2 separate regions of the Triticum aestivum genome follow, and region 1 is linked to region 2. The links are chromatin contacts, called in public Hi-C maps. All regions are on one chromosome and are shown on one strand. The core of a region is the stretch at or near the end of the contact, and the rest is flanking DNA. Distances in the headings are between cores, read along the strand shown.

The links. Hi-C and Micro-C count contacts between places; a contact is called where the count stands out from the background.
Region 1: a Hi-C map of leaf shows a contact between it and region 2, with 3 times the contacts expected there. The contact joins the promoter of LOC123079545 here to the promoter of LOC123074900 in region 2. A contact is called at or near these places in 3 of 5 Hi-C or Micro-C datasets (all in leaf).

Annotation. Positions count from the first base shown.
Region 1 is chr3D:445,908,783-445,914,776 of IWGSC CS RefSeq v2.1, forward strand. It overlaps LOC123079545 (60S ribosomal protein L24), which reads left to right and starts at 3,070. Exons shown (of 6, transcript XM_044502323.1): 1 at 3,070-3,207; 2 at 4,346-4,391; 3 at 4,501-4,576; 4 at 4,712-4,813; 5 at 5,206-5,354; 6 at 5,491-5,831. The coding sequence starts at 4,381. The coding sequence ends at 5,641.
Region 2 is chr3D:445,606,755-445,612,592 of IWGSC CS RefSeq v2.1, forward strand. It overlaps LOC123074900, which reads left to right and starts at 1,317. Exons shown (of 3, transcript XM_044497632.1): 1 at 1,317-4,239; 2 at 5,601-5,779. The coding sequence starts at 2,882. The coding sequence ends at 4,159. LOC123074899 reads right to left here and starts at 536. Exons shown (of 3, transcript XM_044497631.1): 1 at 233-536; 2 at 39-106. The coding sequence starts at 338.

The DNA.
Region 1 (5,994 bases), core at 1,820-4,319, 300 kb after region 2:
TTGCTGCTTAAAGTTTTCTAGTCAGATAGATGCGAAGATGCAAGGTATGGCTTTGTTAGTTCAGCATATTGAGCTTTCGGTCATTTTGCAGTTGGAATCGTCTACAGCCCTATCCATCTTCAGAGATGACTCACTTGTTCGTTCTTCATATAGTCATCTTGCTTTTGGAGATCAAAGCCTTGAGAGAGGCTCATAGTCATCTTGCTTTGGAGATCAAAGCCTTGAGAGAGGCTCGGGAGTTTATTTTTCAAAAACTTTATCGTAGTCTGAATAGAGTATGGTGAGATATGTTAGAGTTGTGTTGAATATAGTGTACAAGGTAGGTTACAGTTGGACTATAAGTTGTATTGTGTTTACAGGGTACGGAGTCGTGTCCTGGTAGGGCACTTGTATCCTAGGCCTCTCATATATAGCGGGGTAGACACACGATGTAACCTATGCCAACATAATAGCACCGGACCTTAGGGGAATCCGGCGGCATGTGCTGGCGTCCAGGGCGACCGGGTGCGGTATTGTAGCGGTGTCATGGGGAGGAGCGCCCATAGTCAGGCCCCGGGATGTAGTCATATCGGTGAATCTCGTTAACAAATCTCGGTGTCGTGCTCGTGTGATTGTTTGGTCATCGGATGATCGACGGTATGGCCTCGGATTTATTCTAACAAGTGGTATCAGAGCTAGATTGTTTGGAGGCTGCGGATCATTGATTTAGAGGAAGAATTAAGTTGAGATGCAGCCGTTTGCGGTGTGGTTCTCAGCGAAATTGGAAAAAGCCAACATCAGAGACAGACACGTGTGCATGTGGCGGCAGGCGAAAGCATCAGCGGCAGCGCGAGACGTGCGGCGATCGATCGGGCTGATCGGTCGGGCGAGCGTACATGCGCGAGATTCCTGGCGAGGTCGGATCGAGCAGGCGTCGTGTCGTGGTGTTCCAGGTCGGACTCGGTCTAGAGGAGATCGATACGGTGATCAAAGGAACGTGGAGACACGGCGGCCCAGTCTGAGGCGCGCATGGGTGGCAGACGCAGCTCATGGGCTGGCGCGTGTGCACACTAAAGCCCACGCGGTGGCAGACGTATGCGCTGGAAGCCCTGGATCAGTTGCACTGCAAAATTGTCGTGTGTATGGCTGCGGGTTGCTTGAAGCTGAGTCACGGAAAAGAGCATACGAAGTAGCAAAGGCACCTGATGAGATTTGTTTGGTAAAAAAAAAAGATCTGCACCTGGTATGTACGTGGCTTGAGGTTAGCAACATGGTGAAAAGAGAAAAAACATTGGGAGTTGCCGGACACAAGTTTGGTGCATCCACGGAAGCTACCCGGAAGAGGCAATTTTTCTTTTGGATTTGTTGCTAAGTGCGCACGTGGTTTTACCGTGAGGTTCGCAAATGGATCATGCACACACAGGGCATCAAAGCAAGGCACGGAGATGTGCGGGCGGACATGACGTAGGGTTCAGCATGGTTGCAGTCGGATATGTACGGCTGGGTCGGATTGGACAGTCTGACGGATCGACGTAAGTCGGTTGGTACAGAAGACGGTGGTGGGATCGGCGACGACGACATAGGAGCGTGATGCTGATAGTGACTGAATTCTGGGACGTGGAAACACGTGGCGCAGGCCCCGAGGGCTTGTGCGGCTTCGACAAGACTATGGCGCGGGGTTGATTCAAGGTGATGTATACACGGAGCTTGAAGTCGACGGGGCGCGAGGGTGGACTAATCATCTACTATGGAGTCAAGTTGAAGGTGGAGCTGAATTGAGGGGCTACGGTGTAACGATCCAGGGAATCGAAGCCTAATCAGCAACGGGTAAAAGCGAGGGACATGTAGTTCGGACTGGAGCCTAGTGGTCTGATGGAAGCGTGAAACTCGTCATCGGTCGGTGATGATCGGTGGTACTTTGCAGTGGAGGTTGAGTGGTGTGGTTTCGCAGCCCTTGAGACTCGACCGGGACGGCAGAGGCTCGACGCGGTAATAGCGGCGAGGCGTGCGGTAAGCACGGGGGCATGGAGACGGGCCAGGGCTCTGGTGGTCATACATGTAGTGAAACAACTGCGAATTTGACTCGGGGGGACTACAAGCAATGGTGAAATTCTTTCAAGTTCCAGACAGGCGGTCAAGAAAGGAGCGGTGATGTTGAGTTCGGGTAACTCTTATGTGTGACACCCAATATGTGAGTTGTTCATTTTCACGCAGGTCAGTGATCAGTGTGTGATTGCGTTGGACAGATAACTCTGGAAGTTGGGAGCACAAACTAGAGTAACAAGGAACTTAATTTTACTCGAGTGTTGGCTGTGGTCAAGAAAAGGAGGGACTACAAGTTGCAGATGGAGTTATATGGAGTCTTTGGAGTAACAGCGGTGCTCACGGGATAAGCTCAAGTCCAATGTACATGGAAGTTTGATGCATTGATGAACTCAAGGTGGTGGAGAATATTCGCCAAGGTGGAGTTTGTTAGAGTTGTGTCGAATATAGTGTACAAGGTAGGTTACAGTTGGACTATGAGTTGTATTGTGTTTACAGGGTACGGAGTCGTGTCCTGGTAGGACACTTGTATCCTAGGCCTCTCATATATAGCGGGGTAGACACACAATGTAACCTATGTCAATATAATAGCACCGGACTGCAGGGGAAGCCGGCGGTATGTGCCGGCGTCCAGGGCGACCGGGTGCGGTATTGTAACGGTGTCATGGGGAGGAGCGCCCATAGTCACGGAATGTAGCCATATCGGTGAACCTCGTTAACAAATCTCGGTGTCGTGCTTGTGTGATTGCTTGGTCCTCGGATAATCGACAGTATGGCCTTGGATTTATTCTAACATGATACAACCGCACTGAATGTGCCACCGATGTGTGGCTGCGCCCTGTGTACTGACGTATTCTTGTCTCTTAACTGTAAATCTGTTGTCATGGAGTAAAACTTCTTTACCCCAAAAAAACACACACGAGGAGGCGTCACCCCTCATCAGAAAACAAAAAACAGAAGGCGTCGCCCAGAAAAGACGTAGCACGAGAAATGAGAAAGCCTACAAGACCAAAAACCCGGTCGAGCAACAGTGGGCTCCGACCAGCAAACCCTACTCGAACGGCCCATTAGCCCAACAACCCACGCCCACCCTACCTCTCGCGAGGTCATCAAAACCCTACCCGCGGCACACATCTCCCCCCACTTCCCCCCATCCGCCGCCGCCGCGCCTCCTCCTCGCCCAAGGTATCCCTCCCATCCTCTCCTCCCTCTCCTCCGCCCCATCTCCCCCGTCCTCCTAGGCCAATCCGTCCGGCCGCCGCTCCTCCTTCCGCCGCGCCGCTCGTCCACCGGTTCCTCCGTTTCGTTTCGCGAGGTCTGGTTGGTTTGGATCCGACGATAGGCAGCCGCGTCTCTCAATTCGCAGCCTTGGTCACCGGCGGTAGCTTGGTTCCTAGGGTTTCGCCGTGGTGGTTGTTCGAGATGCGTTCGTTTTGCGTGAGTCCAGTCTTTAGTCGCGCTGGAGCGCGCCATGGGTTGTTGTTCCGTGATCTGGATGCGTCCATTAGTGAGTATTTGCCTGCTGTTCGTGAGATCTTGCATGGGTACTGGGGCACCGGACACAGATTTGCTGTTGTAGTTTCCGGCGGCCTAATCTTTACTGTGCAAGATGTACACGGGTACGCAGTTTGCAGCAGTGGCTTCTTTGTGTTTCTGCTGCCGGTGGTTACCCAATAATCATCCAGCCTTTACGATTGAGGCGTTGTGTTATTCTTTGTTTGTGTAAAGTAGGATCCAGAGCACAAGTACTGAGGCACGGTAGCCGTTCTGGTTGCTCAGTTGCCATTTATTTGTTGTGCAAGAGAGACATGGGAACCCGCTTTGCAGCAGAGATTGAACTCTACTTTCTGCCGCCAGTAGTCGCCCAACATCACCCATTTGATTCTTGTTTGACATGCATCTGACATTGTCTGTGCCAGAGTTTATCCTACGTGTAGACAGTAGCTACTTGATAATTAGCTTACTTTTGGGCCTGTAGGTTGGTTCATTTGGACCAGAGCACAAGTACTGAGGCATGGTAGCCGTTCTGGTTGCACAGGTGCCATATTTTTGTTGTGCAAGAGAAACAGGGAACCCGCTTTGCAGCAGAGATTTACTCCACTTTCTTCAGCCAGTAGTCGCCTGATATCACACACTTAGTATGAGAGATGGACAAGGGTAGACAATTTACACCCTGTTGGTTATATGAGGTTTTGATGATTGTGCTTTTGTGGTTGTTCCATGCTACAGATCCTGCTTTGTTGTTGATTGTTCTTTTGTGTTCACTTCCTTGCTTTATGTTCTTATTAAGTGTTGCTCATGGTTCTTCTTGTCTCATTTTTAGGTAGGAGCTTGTGAAAGTTCTCTAAGGCTGAGAAGATGGTTCTGAAGTAAGCCATATGTTTTTGCAAATTAGCATGTCTTCTGTACTTAGTTCAATAGTAGTGATACCTCAAGTGTGGTTTCAGTGCTCAAATTGTTGTTTTATTTGTTCTACAGGACCGAGCTTTGCCGTTTTAGCGGCCAGAAGATTTACCCAGGGAAGGGTATCAGGTTCATTCGTTCGGATTCGCAGGTAAACTTTGTTATGTTAAGATCACCAATATTGTTGTTGAATGGTCTAGGTCATCAGTATTAAGCCTAGAAGTTTTTTCTGTTGATTCTTCAAACAGGAACCACCTATTAACGATTCAGATATTTTGTGCTGCAGGTTTTCCTCTTTGCCAACTCAAAATGCAAGCGCTACTTCCACAACCGCCTGAAGCCTGCAAAGCTTTGCTGGACAGCAATGTACAGGAAGCAGCACAAGAAGGTTTCACATTTAGACTATCATTCTCCATCATGCAGTTACTGTATTATCCCTTTTTATGCCAAAGAAATGTTGCTAGAATTTGCTTGCATGTGCTCGTGTGTTTGTAATTTGCATTTCACCTGTCATTAATTTGAGGGCAAATTCCTCCCTACAGTTTGATATGCTTGTGCGTGGTATTTATAACAAACATTAGATGACATTTGTTATGTTATTTATAGATCAGTGCTTCTGTTAGTATTCCTGTATTTATCGTGCCAGTCCTTCTGTAATCTTAAGCCTCATGATGTGCAACTTCCTGTGTTTGCTGCAACAAAGGATATTTTTTTGTTTTTGGTTACTGATTCATCCTGTCATGTGTATTTACTGGGCTGTGCTTTGATGTGTCAATGCAGGACATCCATGCTGAGGCTGCCAAGAAGAGGCGCCGCACCACCAAGAAGCCGTACTCACGGTCGATTGTTGGTGCCACTCTGGAAGTTATCCAGAAGAAGAGGGCCGAGAAGCCTGAAGTCCGTGATGCTGCCCGAGAAGCCGCTCTCCGGTACATTTTCAATCTCTTTATTGCTGTTCCAGCATTGTGTCTACTCCTAAATCTTCTGTTGCAAAAACTGATCTAGCAGCTGTTGATATTATTGTTTGCTTTTCAATCATCTTACCCTTGATTCATCATGACGCAGTGAGATCAAGGAGCGTATCAAGAAGACCAAGGATGAGAAGAAGGCCAAGAAGGCAGAGGTGACCAAGTCCCAGAAGTCACAGGGGGGCAAGGGCGCCGTGCAGAAGGGTTCCAAGGGCCCAAAGATTGGCGGTGGCGGCGGGAAGCGTTGAAAGTTGATTACGCCATAGACATAGAGTTGTGCTGCCTAGCCTTGTTTCCTATCCTACTATCATAGACCTTTGTCAAGTTATTACCCCGCCCTCTTGAATTTGCACCTTATCTCTGAGGCTGAATGGTGTTAACGTTTTGGATTGTCTTGATGAGTTTATTTATAATGAATGGTTCTTATGTTGGTTCTTATCACTTGGTAAGTTTTCTCATTGCGGTTGGCGGCAAAGTGTACAGTGGTGATAGTTTGCCCTTGATCTTAAGGGGCTCTAGCTGATTATTTCAAGTTCCCAGTCTCCCGTCCTAATTATATACTCCCTCCGTCCCATAATATAAGAGCCCTTTTTACACTACA
Region 2 (5,838 bases), core at 67-2,566:
AAGAACGGCAAAGGCATCAGGTAGAGTGAGAGATTGACCTGAACAGGCGCCGCCTCCAGAGTTAGACTAGAAGCTGAGGCTAGATGATTTCCCAAGGCCACGCTTCCTACATCCGAGAGCAAGGCTCAAAATTAAGATGCATGCATGCACATACACATGCCAAGAAAGAAGATGAACTGATATTAAGTAAGGTCCATGCATGCGTGCATGGGGTTGGAGGTCAAACACTTACTCGACACAGGCACGGAGGAGACCAGCGGAAGAAGAAGATGGCACGACAGCAGCAGCACGAGAGCAAGGACGGGCTTCATCTTCCTGCGCTCCATCGATATCGCCATCTTCACCACAACGAAAACGCAGAGCAAGGGAGGGGAGCACCGTGCTATGAACCACCTCCAAGCTCCGCCTCTCTTCCGTCGAGCGTCTAGGCTCTCTCGCTCGCCGCCTACCGCACAAGTATACACTGCACTTGGCTATCGAGCTGCTGCGTGCGACAATGGTGCCTTGGGTGGTGGGTGTGAGGGGTATTTTATACCACGGGGAGGGCCTCTCCTTGGTCCTTTGTCCCTCCCTCCCGCTCAAAAGTCAACTTCACGCGCCATGTTGAGCTCTTGTCTCTGCGTGCGCACGACAGTGCCTGTGTTGTGCTGGGGCCTTTTCGCTTCTCTGGATTTTTCCGGCTGGACCCGTCCGTCCGCGTTCATGCGTCCGAGCTGGGTGACACTGACCTGCGGCCAAGGGCGAGGTGTCGCGTGCGCAGGCCCGGTGCGTCGACGAGTGCGCATCGCAATGTGTCCGGCACAGTGGGGGCGATGCGCCGTGCGGAGGCTGAACATCATGCGTGCCCCCGTATGATTGGGCTGCGGTGGTCAACGACGCCGCAGAGTGCGTCGGAGTCCAGGAGAGCTCAGATGCAGTGGATGCTCACCGCATGCGTGGATCCACGGGAAATATCGGTAGGACGGTAGCTAGTAGGTATCTGCTCCTGTCGTGCATTTTTATCTGCGTTCCGTGGGTCCGTTTATGTAGACTAGTCCGGCATTCGTAGATTTATTTTTGATTTTTGAGGGTACGGCATGGGCGCGCCTATACCTCGCTCGACGCGAGTTCGATCGTAGCCTCGCCTGAAGCGAGCCCCATACTGGGCCGCCCAGGCGCGCACGAATCCACTGAATCATTCTTTTTCTGGGTCTTTTTGGTTTTTGATTTATTTATTGTACTTTAATACTTTCCGATATTCTAAACGTATATATTACAAAAATAAACTTTACTAAAATCTGATGCTCATCCGCTCCCCCGCTCGCAACCACGGCGACCTCACGCCTCCCGCTCGCCATTGCCAGATCCACCGCAGCTCTCGCCGCGCTATCCACTCGACATGCCTCCTCGCCGACGAGGACCACGGGCGCCGAGCGCGGCCGCACCCCCTTCCCCTCCCCAGTTGCCTCGTCATATCCACGAAGCCTTTCCGGAGATTCTGAGATTGATCTCACCAGTTCCGCAGGGAGTGCTCATGGTGACTGGGGCTCGGAGTTGGGTGGAGCGGGCGATCAGGATCCGCGACGCCACCGCGTCATGGATCTGGCGAGTTCAGGAGTGGAAAGCGGCGGATCGGGTGGTGGTGGCGGCGACAGACCCGAGCACGAGATCTATGGCGCTGCAATATGCGGGGACCTGTCAGAGGAGGGCGGATCTGGAGCAGAGGACCCTGGCGAAATTGATCCACGACGAGGCCACGATGGAGGAGAGGGCAAGGATGCCCGCCTTCCCCCAATCCCCGCCGGCAGCGGTTGTGATGTGGGCGCGGGCGGAGGCGAAGTCAAAGGATCCATGGAGGGCGCGGCGGTGGGAGTGCATGCTGGGGGTGATACCATCAGGTGCATCTTCGCAGCACGCATCCTCGTCGACGGCGGCCAGTCGAGATTGAGCGCGGATTCCCAAGTGGAGGTGAGGGCTCTGGAGGGGATTTCTGCTGCTACTTGCCATAATTTTCAATCCACGCCTCCTGGCTCTCCGATTCAAGTGGCACATAAGCGTGAGAATCGGCGGGCGACGTCGCCGCCGGCGTTGGTTACTTCTTCTCCGGCGAGAAAAAACTATGGGGGGTGCTCTGTCACTGCATGGAGGGCCCTGCTTGTCGGGTGTGTGGTGGATGTGAGGCCCGAGCTAGAGACACTTGGCGACTGCTGGTTGGCTGGCGCTCGAAAAGGGGAGATGCCCAAGCAGAAGACGCTTCCTACAGATCCTATAAGAGAGAGCAAGGCCCAGTCTGTTCCCCAAGCTAGGGTTCATCTCCGTCGCCGCTGCAGGGCTCCTCCTGACTCGCTAGTGTGGGTCAGGAAAGATTTGTTTGAGCGTGGAGAGTTCTCTGCCAAAGATTGCCACCCTGTTGGAGTGGCTGATCACCTGCCCCTTCCGAAGCAGTTCATTTACTCCAGGGATTGTTGGGCTAGAGAGCACGGGAGAATTCCATTTGCTGTTGTGGTCAAAAGGATGGCCGGAGCTGGAAGAGAGGGTTCACGAGGAGGGAGATATGCAGCAGGGAGGGGAAGAAATGAGACAGGGCGTGGTGGGACTGCTAACCCCAAATCATCAGGAGGAGGGGAGACGCAACACCAGACTGCTCGAGCTCCTGCGACCCAGATGCCTCCCATCTCTATCTACTCCAGGCCACCGATTGTTCCTCTGCCTCAACCGAATCATATGTTCTCACAGGGCCAGATGTATGCAGGATTTCCACCAGGAGGATATGCTCAATTCCAGGGTGTAAGTCAGTGGCCTATGCAACAGCAAAAATTCCCTTATCAGTTTCCTTTGCAGCCAGGCATGCTGCCATACCAATAGCAACTACCTTTCAACTCCGGGAGCTCGTCTGGTGGCAATGGCCCAGCTTTACCCTCTGGATCTAGCAAAAACAAGAAGAAGAAATATCCCAAAGGGGGGGGCTGTGGACAACAATGCTGATCAGACACAGAGCAACAGTGATGTGGAGGGGAGTGCACCTTACAATGTTGATCCGAAGTTCATTGGAGCCATATGCTATAACTGTGGACTGCCTGGACACTTTGTTGGGATGTGCTCTCTGCCCAGGAATTGTTTCATCTGTAAAACTGCTGGCCATCATATGGATGTATGCCCCACCTGGTATAAGCCATACCCTGCTGCACACTATTGGGGGAGTGCTAACACAGGCCTGGGGTTCTTCCATGTGGAAGCTAGAGATGTTAGTGATAGCAATTGGCTTAACTTTGGAAATGTAGGCTTAGTGGTTGTGGAGGAAGGGAATATCACAGGAGATGAGCTTGGGCAATGTTTCACTGAGATGTGGAAAACCAACTGGCCATGGCAGATAAGACCATATGATAAAAACAAATTCCTGGTGAGGTTCCCCCCAAATAAAAGAATTGCTGAGCTTGCTGAGTACCCATCCATGAATCTGAAAAGGAAGAAAGCAACTATATCTTTCATGAAATGGGGAGGAGAAATGCCAGAATATGACTCCTTGACAGAAACTTGGATAGTAATGGAAGGATTGCCCCCAAAGTGGATAAGCTGGAGTGTTATAGCTCAAGTGGCATCCATTTTAGGGGTTCTGGTTAATATTGATTGGCACATGATATTCAGAAGCTTTTATGAGAAAGTGAGAATTCAAGTTGCAGTCAGAGACCCCAGCAAAATACCTACTGATAGAGTGGTGGAAATTCAGCACGAGCTGTATCTGTTGAGGTTTGCAGTGAAAAAAGATGCTAAAGAAAGCTCCAACTCTGACAACCCATCTGACCCTGCTAGCAATAAGATTGAGGACACCAATGTCAACAGTGATGATGATCTACTGGGAGAAGAAATGGAAACTGAGATGGAAAAGTCTGGGAAAAATATTAATACCCCAAGGCCCTCTGCTGCTCCTAGAGGATCCAAATCAAATAGCAACAAAACTCCTGGGGCTACTATTGAGATTACTACAGGCTCAAAAAATCAGAGAGCTCCACTGACCAAAAGCTATTTGGAAGTGGTCCAGAAGAAAACTAGAGATGATTTTGGAGAAAGGTTGCTACCTAGCTTTGAAGCTGTTGTAAATCAAAGTCATGACAAGGCTGTTGGTCTAAAAAAACAAAACTGCTGTGAAGTGGGGGCCTATAGAAGCCACCAGAATGAGTGACAGAATCAAAAGAGATGGAAAACCTGCTTTGACCAAGGCCCAAGAATTGAAGCAGAAGAGAGACTTGGAGATTCCTAAAGGTAATAAAAGGAATACTGATTCTTTTACCTGCTTACATAATGAGCTTTTACTTAATATTGCTAAATCTTCTGGTATTAATATGGGAGATGACTGCTTGACAGCTGCTCAAAATGTTGAGATAATAAAACAGGTTGAGCTAGACAGGTTAGCTAAGCTCCAAGACAATAACCCAAAGATTTTTCTCCCTCCTCATATTGATATCACAGGAGAGGAATTTAATTGTGTTGAGCCTGATCCCACTGGCAGAGATAAAAATGGGGATAATACACATAATAATGTGCATGATACCTCAGATGTGCCATGGGTTGAGGTGTCTTCCCATAGGAAGAGTAAAATTAGGAGGAGACTAAAAATTTAATCATGATAGGTGTATTTTGGAATGTCAGAGGACTAAATGGATCCTCCAAAAGCACTAGGGTGCAGGAGCTCATTAGAGCACATCACCCTAATTTTATTTGTCTTTCTGAATGAAAAAAGGAAAATTTTACCAGTCCCCAACTAGAGGCCATAGATGTTGGCCTTGAATTTGTGTGGAACTGGCTTCCAGCTGTGAATACTGCTGGAGGGGTGTTGGTGGGTGTGAAAGATGATGTGTTTGAAATTTTTAGTTATGACATTCACATCTTTAGTGTTGCTCTTATGCTGAGAAATAAAATAGAAAACAACATATGGAGACTAATTTCTGTGTATGCTTTTTCTTATGATGCTTTTAAACTAGAATTTATTCAAGAGCTGCATAGTGTTTTTGATATGTGGGATGGCCCTACTATGATAGGTGGGGATTTTAATCTAGTCGGAGAGGCTTGTGACAAAAATACTGGTGAGATAAACCAGCATTGGGCAGATCTCTTTAATGACTGGATTAATAAATTTGGCCTTATTGAGCTCAAAAACTCAGGGAGGAAATTTACTTGGGGTAACAACTAGGATTCCGTAGTTATGGCCACTTTAGGTAGAGTCTTCATTACTGTGGAGTGGGAGAGCTTACATCCTAATATTCAGGTGAAAGCTCTGCCTAGAGTGGCTAGTGATCACACTCCTCTGGTGGTTGATACCTGTGCCATTAAGATCCCTAAAAACAAAATGTTCAGGTTTGAGAAATGGTGTCTTGAGGTGGAAGGTTTCAGGGAAGTGGTGATCAAAGCTTGGAATACTGAGTGTCACTTAGTTAAAGCCATTGATATTTGGTAGTTCAAAATTAGGATTACTAGAAATGCTATTAAAGGGTGGTGCATCAATTATGAGGCTGCCCAAAATAGACAGAAGCAATCTCTAATTGCTGAATATAACTGCCTTGATATTATTGCAGAATCCCAACCTCTTTCCCCTAACTCCAGGAATAAAATTAAATCTATTTCAGGTGAGCTGAATGATATCTGGACCAGGGAGGAGATCAAAGCCAGGCAGAGGTCCAGAGAGAGGGACATCCTGGAGGGAGAACATAATACTGGATACTTCAAGGCCATTGCTAACCAGAAAAGGAGAAAAAACAAGTACTGATGCTGGAAGGAGAAAATGGTCCTGTGAATGATCCTAAAGGTATTCTAAATGTTGCTGTTAAATTTAAGAAGTTATTTGGACACCAAGATAAAATTGAC